Regions from separate parts of the Muntiacus reevesi genome. Here region 2 is linked to region 1. The links are chromatin contacts, called in public Hi-C maps. All regions are on one chromosome and are shown on one strand. The core of a region is the stretch at or near the end of the contact, and the rest is flanking DNA. Distances in the headings are between cores, read along the strand shown. Region 1 holds the start of NOCT (nocturnin). Region 2 holds the start of NAA15 (N-alpha-acetyltransferase 15, NatA auxiliary subunit).

Evidence for each region. Hi-C and Micro-C count contacts between places; a contact is called where the count stands out from the background.
Region 2: a Hi-C map of blood shows a contact between it and region 1, with 4 times the contacts expected there. The contact joins the promoter of NAA15 here to the promoter of NOCT in region 1. A contact is called at or near these places in 2 of 3 Hi-C or Micro-C datasets (blood and muscle).

Annotation. Positions count from the first base shown.
Region 1 is chr13:52,416,797-52,422,550 of mMunRee1.1, forward strand. NOCT (nocturnin) reads left to right here and starts at 3,308. Exons shown (of 3, transcript XM_065904733.1): 1 at 3,308-3,866. The coding sequence starts at 3,371.
Region 2 is chr13:52,620,134-52,625,887 of mMunRee1.1, forward strand. It overlaps NAA15 (N-alpha-acetyltransferase 15, NatA auxiliary subunit), which reads left to right and starts at 2,290. Exons shown (of 20, transcript XM_065905014.1): 1 at 2,290-2,577. The coding sequence starts at 2,524. It overlaps NDUFC1 (NADH:ubiquinone oxidoreductase subunit C1), which reads right to left and starts at 2,199. Exons shown (of 4, transcript XM_065905018.1): 1 at 1,962-2,199. The coding sequence starts at 2,184.

The DNA.
Region 1 (5,754 bases), core at 2,058-4,557:
AGGTTCCTGCAATCTTCAGAGAAAAAGAAGACTCACCTGGTTCCTCAAGGCACTGTTCTTTCATGGGTCTCCTGCCTTCCAGCCCCGCTGACCACTGCAGTCTGGTTTCCACCACCATGTAAGGTTCACGTGAAGAACCTTCTAATTGTCACATCCAAAGGATTCACTTGCTGCCTTGACCTCTCGGCAGCATTCATCACGGTTCTATTCTGGCAGCTTTAGGTTCCCTTACTTCCAAGATACCAACCTTCCTGTTTTCCCTCTCTGACCAGGTCTCAAGTCTCTTTCCCTTCCAACCATCCCTAAAGATGTATGTTTCACAGGAATTTAATCCTTAACACTTTTCTTCTCTCCCTCAAAAGACTTTTTGTGAGTAACCTCATTATCCATGAGTTTAACTCCTAGACTTTCAAAAGTGTCTGTCTCTGACTGCTCTATGAATGCCCAGTCTTAGTTTATTTGCCTACAAAGTAACTCCACCTGGGTGTTCCACAGAGGCATCTCAATTATATGTTCCACCTGTTTTCCTTGTTTGTTATCATTATCTACCAAGGGCTCTGTCCTCTCCTCCCTCACCCCCCAGATTTAATCTGTTCCTCAATGCTGTGGTTTCTGTCTCCTTCACAGTTCTCAAACCCATCTCTTTTCCACTACCTCTGCCCCAGTTTATTGGTTTGGGAGGTTGTGTGGAGGGAGAAACAGAGATGTACATCAGAGTCACCTCTGTGGTTTGCTTTTTAAAGAAGCGTGCCTACCCTGGCCCTCCTCCAGAGGTTCTGAACCAACAAGTCCTCTTCCTCCCCACACTGTGCTTATTTTTCCCTGGCCTCCCATCCATCCTCCACACTGCTGACAGATGATCTTTCCAAAACTGCATCCTGAAAGTGGAACCTGTCTTTCAGAGGTTCCCCAGAACCTTCGGATAAAGTCCAGATTCCTCGGGAAACGCTTGACACTTTATTTCTTGCTCACAATTTCCACCTCATCTCCTGCCACTCCCTTACAGGCAGCCTGCACTCAAGGCTTATCAAAGGGTGGTACTTGCTGTTCCCGGAACATCCCTCCTTTCCTTCTTTTGCTGTCCTCAGTGGTTCTCCCTAAGCCTTTCCTGCCTGGAATTCACTTTGTTCAAAAAGTCTCTCCTGACTCCTACAGGCAGTGAGGCTCTTCCTCTTCTTCATTTCCACAGCACCTTGTTCAAATCATGATTCTATATTTATTATCCGATGACGTAAGTATTTCTATGTATACAAGGTTTCACTCACCAAACTGTGAGCAAACTTTGTTCATTATTTACCTCTATTGTGAAGCCTGACACATAATATGTACTCAACAAATGTTTACTAAATGAATTTTTTTTTTAATTTTTATTTATCTTCGGCTGCAACTAGGGTTTTGTCACTGTGCGAGGGCTTCCTCTAGTTGCCGTGGGCAGGGGCTACTCTCAAGTAGTGGCGTGCTGGCTTCTCATTGCGGTGGCTTCTCTTGCTGCAGAGCACAGGCTCTAGGGCTCTAGGGCTTCAGAAGTTGTGGCACGTGGGATCAGTAGTTGCAGCTCCCAGGCTCCAGAGCACAGGCTCAGTAGTCGTGGCGGCCGGCTTTACTTGCTCCCTGGTATCCCTGGCAACTTCCGGGACCAGGGATTGAACCTGTGTCTCCTGCATTGGCAGATGGACTTTTTATCATTGAGCCACCAGGGTTGGCTCCCGGTCAACCTGGGGATTTAACTACCAGCCCCCTAAATGAATTTGAAGCGAATAAAGTTTTAATTTATACTTTTCTGATTGTTTAAAGTATACAGTATTTAGCATATACCAAAAATAATGCTACCGACCCAGTTTCAGGAGAGCAGGCTCTTTGAATCCCTTTTAATAATGACAGTTTATATTCAAACAGTACTTTTAATTTTTCAAAGCACTTTTATTCCAACACTTTATTATGGATATTTCCAAACATATGGAAAAGAAAAAGAACTGTGAGTGAATTCTCATAGAGCCTAGATTCTAATTCAACATTTTGCTATATTTGCAGAACACTTTTTATGGACTGGTTTGATCATCACCTTTTATTTGACCTAATGACTAAGCTATGACTTTCTATAGATAAGGAAAGTGAGACTAAGAGATTTAACGATTTGCCAAGGAGGATGTCTCCCAGGAGTTATGATCAACCCTGTCAGCTGACACATCCACACCCTCTGGGTGTCGAATATATAACCCAGGTCTTAAAAATATTTTGAATATCCTTAGTCATGAAAAGCTTCCAATTCCACAAGACACTAGACTCAGCAAAATCATGGGAAAACCAACAAGAAAACATTTCTAGGTCATAAATCATTCAGAGAGGAACCGAGTCTTGGGTATCTCTCCCACTCACCCCACTTCCTGTTCTGGTTAGCCATCACTTCCCGCCCAAGCTATCTGAGATGTTTCTTCCATTCATTCTTTTCCAGTACCAGATGCAAGTCTAGAATATCTTTCATATCAGCTAGTCTACTCTCTTCTGCCTTTTCACACGCCCGAGACACCTGACCTCCAATGACAGCACGGCCCTAAGACATATCCTTGCCCAGCTGACAAAACAGCTCACCCTTTTCTACCATGTTAAGTCTAATACAATCTGCCTTACGCAGTATAACCTATCCAAGCATCTGCCTTACTTCCTTGCTTCCATCCTACATAAGAGATGTTGCTGCAAAGATACCTAGGGCTTTTTGCTTTATTTCCTTTTTTGCCTGTGTAAATCACCACCACTCTTCCTCCCAAATTCCACAAATGTAAATCCAAGTCGTAGCCCAACACAAATGCCAATCTTTTAATAAGCCTTCTAGAAAACCCAGGCATGTTAAGACCTCTATCGCCAAATTTACATAAACTTACGGCACTGATCTTAATACACCTTGTACAGCTTTATGGTCTGATTTCTCTTGCCACGTTGGGCCCCCTTTGCCTGAGGATAACATTCCTGAGGAAAGGGACGTTTTCTTACTCTGCGTCGCACTTGCACACAGTAGGGGCTTTATCGTGCTTAATTTCGTTTTAATGCCACACATCCCGCCTAAAGGGTGGGGGACAGACACCCTCTGCCGGATTCTCACTTACACGCGTACACGGATGCTGCCTTTCACTCGGACACACACGTGTCCCCGGGGCCATAGCCTGGAACGGTCTTGGGACTCCCAGCCTGTGGACGTTTCCACTCCACCCAGCGGAAGGGGAGGCTCATTTCTTTAAAACTGCCTTGAGGGATACTTATTACCTTAAACCTCCCACAGCCTCCCCCCTATAAATAGCTGAAGATCTGCGTCCTCTCAAAGCAGGATCACTCCGGTTCTACGAGTCCCTGCCAGGTCGCGCCTGGCGCCGGTCCCATGGACACCCCCTCCCTGGTTCGCTTGGTAGCGCCCGCTTTGTCAGCGCGCTGCGCTCGCCGGTTACCCTCCAGCTCCAGCCGGCCCGCGGCAGACAGCGCCTCGGCTTCGCGGCATCCGCAGCTTTGTCCGCGCCGTCTCGGGCTTGTCTGCCTGCGACCTTCCCCCGAGCCGCGGCTGGAGGAGAAGGAGCCCCGGAGCCTCTGCTCGGACGGCCCCAAGAGTCTGCTGGGCTTGCCCACCTCGGCGGGGCCCGCAGGTCGGTGGGGCGCGCGAGGGGCCGCGGCGGTTTTGGCGGCGGCGCCCGGCATGTATCAGAGCCCGCGGCGGCTCTGCTCCGCCCTGCTGCAGAGGGACGCGCCCGGCCTGCGCCGCCCGCCCGGCCCGCCGCCGCCGCGCCGCCTCTCGCCCACGGCCGCCCCGCGGCTCCAGTCCCCCCGGCTCCTGGCGGCGGCCTCGGCGGCCCGCGACGTCGCGAGGTCGTGCTCCCGAGCAGGTGAGTGCTCCGCCGTTCCGGGTGGAGAACGCGGCGGCCGCCACCTGGAGACGACGGGGAATGAATGGGAAGCCGGGGGCTGCCGGGCGGCGGGGTGCGAGCGGGAAGCCGTGCCTGTTCTCCCGGAGCCGCCGTCTCTGCACTCTTTTGCCGCTCTGCTCTCGCCATCTCTTGCCTGGGGCTTGCATTGCGTCCGGTAAGAACTGGAACCCCGTACCAGGTTTCCGTTTAATCCTTCCCGTTTGATGCCGCAGTTTCAGTATTTCTCGCTCTTGACCTACGTTATCTTTTCCCCTTCCGATGCCGCAGATTGTGTTTTACTTACTGCGCTAATGGTGGAACATTTTATGCAATACGTCTATAAAGTTACATTTATCCGATCATGTGGCCTGAATGGCTTAGGTGGTCAGAATTTTGAAAAATGTATTAACACGCATTGACTCTTTGGACTTGAATTTTGGGGGACCCTTCCAGTCTTAATATTTGAGTCATTATGCGTCCTGTATACCTGGGGTTAAGATCTTGTAAAGGTGATGCGATCTCTTTGCCAAGAACCTGTTGTATAGGTCACGTGCTCTGGATTTTCCTTGGGTTGAGGGGAGGGAAACGGCTAGCAGGATCTTCCCTGACCAGGGATCGAACCTGTGCTCCTTGCATTGGAAGTGTGGAGTCTTAACCACTGGAACCCCGGGGAAGTTCCCTGGATTTTCCCTTGTGTGGCCACGGAAGTTTCTGCCCGAGGCCTCAATACCGCGGCCGCAATTTACATACAAATTAGTATTAGTCATACTTTTAAAATTAATAAAGCTTCTCTTTCAAAAGTGGGCAGTTTCATCACGCTAGCAGGTATATTTTAGTCGTACTCAAGTTTATTGCTGTTTAAGATGTATGAACATCTCAGACTGTAAACGACTGCCTTTTGCTCCAGAAGTTTTGTGTTCTCTCTTTTTTTTTTTTTTTTTTTTTAATATTATTTTATTAGTTGGAGGCCAATCACTTTACAACATTTCAGTGGGTTTTGTCATACATTGACATGAATCAGCCATATAGTTACATGTATTCCCCATCCCGATCCCCCCTCCCACCTCCCTCCCCACCCGACTCCTCAGGGTCCTCCCAGTGCACCAGGCCCGAGCACCTGACTCATGTATCCCACCTGGGCTGGTGGTCCGTTTCACCATAGATAATATACATGCTGTTCTTTCAAAACATCCCACCCTCACGTTCTCCCCCAGAGTTCAAAAGTGTTCTCTCTTTTATGCCGCCCTACACGGGTTGCCGGATCTTAATTCCCCCACCGGGGATTGAACCGCCAAGGCAGTGAAAGAAAGCGGAGCCCTAAACACTAGACTGCCAGGGAATTCCCAAGTTTTGTATTAACTTCAGAACAGATAGAGTAGTAGAAACTATGTTCAGTGTGGCTTTCTTTACTGAAAGTGATCACCCAAAATGTGATTGAAGTCAAGATATTAAACTCTATTCAGATGATTGGCCTCTATTCAGATTATGGGCGGATGTTTAGATTGAGACATACTGTTTAAAATCAGGATTTTCTTTTTGTAAAGGGACTTCGTCGGCGGCCAGCGGTTGAGACTGCGTTTCCACTGCAGGGGTCACAGATTCCAGCCCTGGCCAGGGAACTAAAATCTTGCATGCCGCCCAGCGTGACCAAAAATAAATAAAATTAGGATGTTAAACTGATTACTGGAGACTAAACTCTTTTGTTCTTTTTTTAAAAAGGGTGAACTTGACAGTCATTGATATTTTCTTTGCAGTTCTGTAGGAATTGGGCGTTTGTGAAGTAACTATTAGAATGGAAAAATTTCTAGAGGCACATTGTTGGGTTTGAAGTGGGAGAAGTAAAAGAAAATCAGCTGGTGTCTTCTGT
Region 2 (5,754 bases), core at 1,040-3,539, 200 kb after region 1:
TGTTTAGTTGTGTTTAGTGTTAATGACTTAGTTGTTTAGTCACTCTTTTGCAACCCCATGGACAGGAACCAAACAGACTCCTCTCTTCATGGGATTTCCCAGGCAAAAATACTGGAGTGGGTTGCCATTTCCTTTTCCTGAGGATCTTCCCCACCCAAGATCAAACCTGCAGCTCTTGCATTGCAGGCAGATTCTTTATCACTGAGCCATCTGGTTATGGTTGATTTATCACAAAAGTGACATGCAAATACATGGGGTAAGATGAATGAACTAACCATTATCATCATCATCACCACCTCACATCTAGCCTTGGATATGTTAACTCCCTACATAGCTGTCATTCAGAGTATAACCTGTTAAATGGGATTTCTATTTGTCAAATAGTGGTAATCTATCAGAGTAGACATTTTATTGAGTTCAGGCTATAAATCACGGACTGTGTGGTCCAACTATCAGTAGGTGCATTTGAGCTAGAATGTAACTCACATAAATGTTGAATCAGACTAGTATTCACCGAGTCTTAAATATTGTTATTCGTCATCAGCCAAAAGGAACATATTTGCCAAACTATATTGCTGGCTCATTTATTCAGTTAGTCAGCTTCAGGTGTTTCAAAGATCAGAAACTTTCTTCCCTCATGGTGAAAACAGATTATTTACAGGAGAAATTTAGAAAAATATAGCAAATAATATTGCTAAGTACTCCGGAAAATATAGCAAATAATATTGCTAAAAGTACTTTCGGATATGAAGCTAGAGATTTGGAAACCTGAGTGAGAAGCTAAACTAAAATTATCACCTTAAGTTACACAATTTTTCTACTTTTTAATAGTTCAGATAGTTGAAAAACCTGTTTGGGGGGGGTTGTGAAGTTTGAATGTTACCACTAAATAACAACTATTTTTTATGAATTCTAAATTAGTTCTTAGATTTTTTTTTCTTTTAAAACTAAAGTTAAAAAACTGGTTATATTTCAAAACTCAAACACTGTTTCTTATACCCAGAATTTTCTTAATGAAACTTTTAAAGAGATCACAGAATTTCAAGAAATTCTGCGATTTGACTGCAACTATCTTATTGGTGACCCATGCAAAACGAGAGGGCATTCGAGATAACAGCCAGAAAACTCAAGTATTAGTCCCAGATTTTTCCACAGGAAGACATCTTACTCATCTCACACCTTCCATGGCACATTAAAGAGCAAGCCAAAACCAGCAAAATATCTGTGTAACTATGATTAAAAGATCAAAGCTACTGGGAGTCTTATTTAACGACTCCATGTAAAGAATGCTACTACTGATGGAATTCAGGATCTGGAGAGAGATAATCAAAAACAATCAAAGATAAAATTGTTCATATGATGTGAAAATTTGTGGTCATTGATAGAATGCCACTTTTAAAATAGTTTCACTGTCGATTTTTAGTGAAATGACTTCGAAGAGGCTCTATTCGGTATCCAGTCTGACCTTGCTTACTGCAGCAGTTCTCTAGTATCCCTGCCGGATACTCTTCGGCTTCCTAAGATTTAAGGATTTCTAGTGACGGGCAGTCAGAGTATTAAGCACTTGCTTGAAGCCAGCTGCAAGGGAGTCAGTGACCTTGAATTCTTCACTACCCCAAGGTGACTCAACACAGCATTGCATGAACTCGCTGATAAAATATAAACACACACTTTAACCTTCAGACGTTTCTTTGGCAGTGCAAGGCTGACTACCTTTCCAGGGTCCTCTTAAAGTAACAAAGTAAATCCTGGATGCCCCAGCCAGGCCCATTTAATCGGTTAACTCTTTCACGCTTTTCAGACTCCATTAAGCTCCATCCTCCCTGTATCAGTTTACAAGTCTCCTCCGCCTCTGCTGCTCAACCAGGCACTTTGTCCACGATCAAACACAGCGCTTCTTGAACACCCGCATTTTAGCATTTCAGGCTCAAACTCTGATCATACAGACTGGGAGAGCCTACCCAATGAATGAAAGGCCAGTCTAGCAATTAGCAGTGGAGACGCGATGCTGAGGCGGTCGGAACCGCAGCCGGTCACTCTTCCCAACGCTTTCCCAGCGCCTCCAAGACGAGAAACCAAAAGGATAGGCGGGGCCTGGCGAGACCCTTGAGGCCTCCGCGGGCCTGACTGCCCCCAGGTTTCCCAGCAAGCTCCAGGACAGAGGAGGTGGGGAAAGAAGGTCATCGCGCCTGCGCGCTAGTAGATGTGACCCGGGTGGGAAAGCCCTCGGCGTCCGCCATTTTGGCTGCCTCTGTCGGTCTGTTCAGTTACCACGTGAACCGCCGACGGAGACCCGTGGGGGGGGAGGCGGCGGCAGTGTTAAGTGAGAAAGGAAAAAAAAAAAAAGACTACGAGGGGAAGGGGGTGTCGGGGTTGGGCGACGCGGTGACACCTGAGGCCTGGTGGCGGCGGTGGATCCGGGCAATCAAGGCTGAAGCAGCCAGGACGACGGCGGCGGCGGCGGTCGGACAAACAGGCTGACCGAGCCGGGCGGTGGCGGGAGCAGCGGGAGGAGCCGGAACGATGCCGGCCGTGAGCCTCCCGCCCAAGGAGAACGCGCTCTTCAAGCGGATCCTGGTAAGTGTGAGGCTCCGGGCAGGCAGTGAGGAGGATTTAGCCGGTACACGGGCCTGTCACCCCTAACCTCGGCCCACCGGGCACCGGGCCACCCCCGCCCGGGACCCCGCCTTCGTACTCCTAGTCAGGCCGAATGCACTCCTTCGTCCCTTCCTTGGGGTTCCCTCTTCGGCTCGCGCGCCCGGGACCGCAGGTTTCCTCCTCCCGGTCCCCACGCTCCGAAGGCCGTGGTTCCGGAGTAGGCCCCTTGCTCCCAGGTTCTAGACGACCGGTTCTCATTCGTCCCGAGCGAAGGGAGGAGAGGCCTGCCTTCAGCAGAGAACCGGGCAACAGGGGCAGGAGCGGCGGCCCGGCTGGTGTGGGAACGCTGCCGGCAGGCCAGGGTGGCACCCTTGGAAGGAACAGGTGGTGCGGATGCCGCACCGCTCATTCATTGCCCAAGCGCGGCTCTCCTCCATGGTCAGTCCCTCCCTCTTCCTCTCCTCTTGGGATTCACCTGTCCCCGCCCGACTCGGGGTCCCTGATTGACCTGGGAGGAGGGAAGGAAGAAAGGCGTTCAGAAGGAGAGGAAGTTTTCTAAACGACTACCCTTGTAGTCAGTAGGGATGCTTGCGTCTCCAGCTTCTCGGCCTCTCTCGTTCCCTCCTTTCTGGAGTAGGGAAGAGACATTTATTTCTTAGTTTCCGAGCGGGAAACAGCCCCACCCCATCACCCTCCTTGGAGGTGGTGCCCATTGCGAGGGGGCGGTCCGGTAGGAAGTGAAAAGTTGAGAGCTTTTAGTTGAGAAGTTCTAGACAAGGGTTTCTTGCAGACTGAAGTGTGTTAACACGGATGCAAGAAATTAGAGAAAAGAGAATATAGGAACTTTTGAAATGGATATTTTTGACGGTAGCTCAGGCTCGATAATTTCCTGCATTTCAGATAGGTGCAGTTTGCATTGTTTTTTTGATACATTAATAAGATGATGTTTGGAGGGACTGTTTACGTTGTAGAATGTCTTGTAGTTTAGGTGCTATAATTAACACTGTAGCACCGTTTTGTTGAGTGGGTTGCCGCTTTCATGCATACATTTCTTTGAAAGAATTAACTACGTTTACCAAGCTGCCACGCTGCAGCCTGTCGAGCTGAAATCGATGGGGTCGCCAAGAGTCGGGCACGACTGAGAGACTGAGCAACAACCAGACTTAAGACTTAAATTTGGAGTGTGTGTTCCGGAAGTGTTAGTGTTTTCCTTTTGCAATTTAAATGTATTTCGTTTGTTTGAAAAGTATAACAACTCCTAGGACCCGGGTTTTCTAGAGACGTTGAACTAACTTTGATTTTACAAGAACATCCATATGCCTATAGGTTTAGTCATTAAGTATGGAAACAAATGTAAGAAAGTCACATCCAATACGGTGTAACTCTTAGTTACCTTGAAATCCTTATTGCCAGTTTTTTGGTTTTTAGACTAAATGGAGTGTAGGACTGTATCACCATTTCAGCAGAAGTTTATTTTTGTATCTTTTGAAGGAGTAATTGGTGTGTAGGTTCGACTGTAATGTAGTTTTAGGATAGTAGTTTGTCGTTAATCTTCCTCCCCAACTCTACTTTGAAAAAATTAAAGTTGAAAAGTTGAGATGAGTACAAGGAACCCCTGTAAACTCTGTAAACATTTAACGTTTTGCCAGATTTGCTTTTTCTCTGTCCTGACACATATACAAGAGTTAAAAGGAAATTGCTGGCCTGATCTTCATCCCTACATGCTTCAGCAAGCATCCTTCTAGAGTAAGGATATCGTTTTGTATAACCATAATAACAATAATTACTCCCTAATATTGTCTAATATCCAGTTTATTAAATTTTCTTAATTGTTAGGGAAGCACTTAAAAAAAAAAAAAAACTTATTTTGAGGTTGACTGTAGAGTTGCACATAATTAAAAAAAATAATAGAGAGATTACCTTGTACCCTTTATCCAGTTTCCCCACTGCTAATGCTTTGCAAAGCCATAGTTCAATATCATAACGTTGATCCAATCTGCCAGTCTTACTTGGATTTCTCCATTTTACTTGTACTCATTTGTGTGTATATTTAGTTCTTTGCAGTGTTGCCACACGTGTAGATTACATAACCATCCCTACAGTCAACCTACAGAACAGTTCCATGAGCACAAGGATCCCTCTGTTGCCCTTTTAGAACTGCACCCTCTCCTGTTCCTCCCATCTCTAACCTGAGACTCTGGCAACCACCACTAATCTGTTCTCTGTTTTTATAACTTGGTCATTTGAAGAATGTTTACTGAAAAGAGTCATACTGTACATGACTTTTTAGGATTAGCCTTTTTGTGTGTGTAACCAGATTCCCTTGAGAGTCCTCCAGATTGTTGAGTGTATCAATAGTTTGTTCCTTTTAATGGCTGAGTAGAATTCTACATTGTGGATGTACCTCAGTTTGCTTTACCATTCATAGCATAACAATTTTTGATTAAACATCTTAAACTTAAAAAAAAGAAATATTTGCTGGTGATAGTGGAGGAAGTCCCTTAAATTCATTGCTAAAATCAATGAATTTAAGGCTTCTTGTTATAAAGTGTATGCAGAGGAAATGTAAAAATCATTAAATGAAAGGGAATATAATATCCTTATTGTTCTTTTACATTAAAAATGAAGAAAATATTATTAACTGAAGTATGGTTAGTATTTGCTCTTGCAAAGTTGTTTCTGCTTCTTCAGTACTTGTAGTAGTTATAGTTACTGCTTTTGATTTCATCCCCTGCCTCCTTCCCCCCAGAAGTTTGCTTAATCTATTACCTTGTAATCAAGTGTTGCTAGGTTAGTAGCTGTTAAATCCTTCCATTAGCATTCAGTTTTTCAGCTAGTGCTTTGTTGTATCCTGCTTGTTCGTAGTAAAGTTATATAAGAATGAAATTGGTTTGTATTTTTAAAAAATTTGAAACACTGATTTCAAAATAATGAAGTATGTTTTTGCCTTAATTTTCAAAAGAAACCTGGTTTACATGTCGGTGTGTAAAAAAATTTCAGAATTTCTGTAGTGGATTTTCCTGGCTTGTTCTAGTCTAGTTGGTATCTGAAATTCAATTTTGTTGCATATTTGGCCCATCTTTTCCCCCCATATTACTCTGCTGTGTTCTGAAATGCTAAGGCCTTGCCATGAGTTGGTCAGAATGTCTGCAAAAT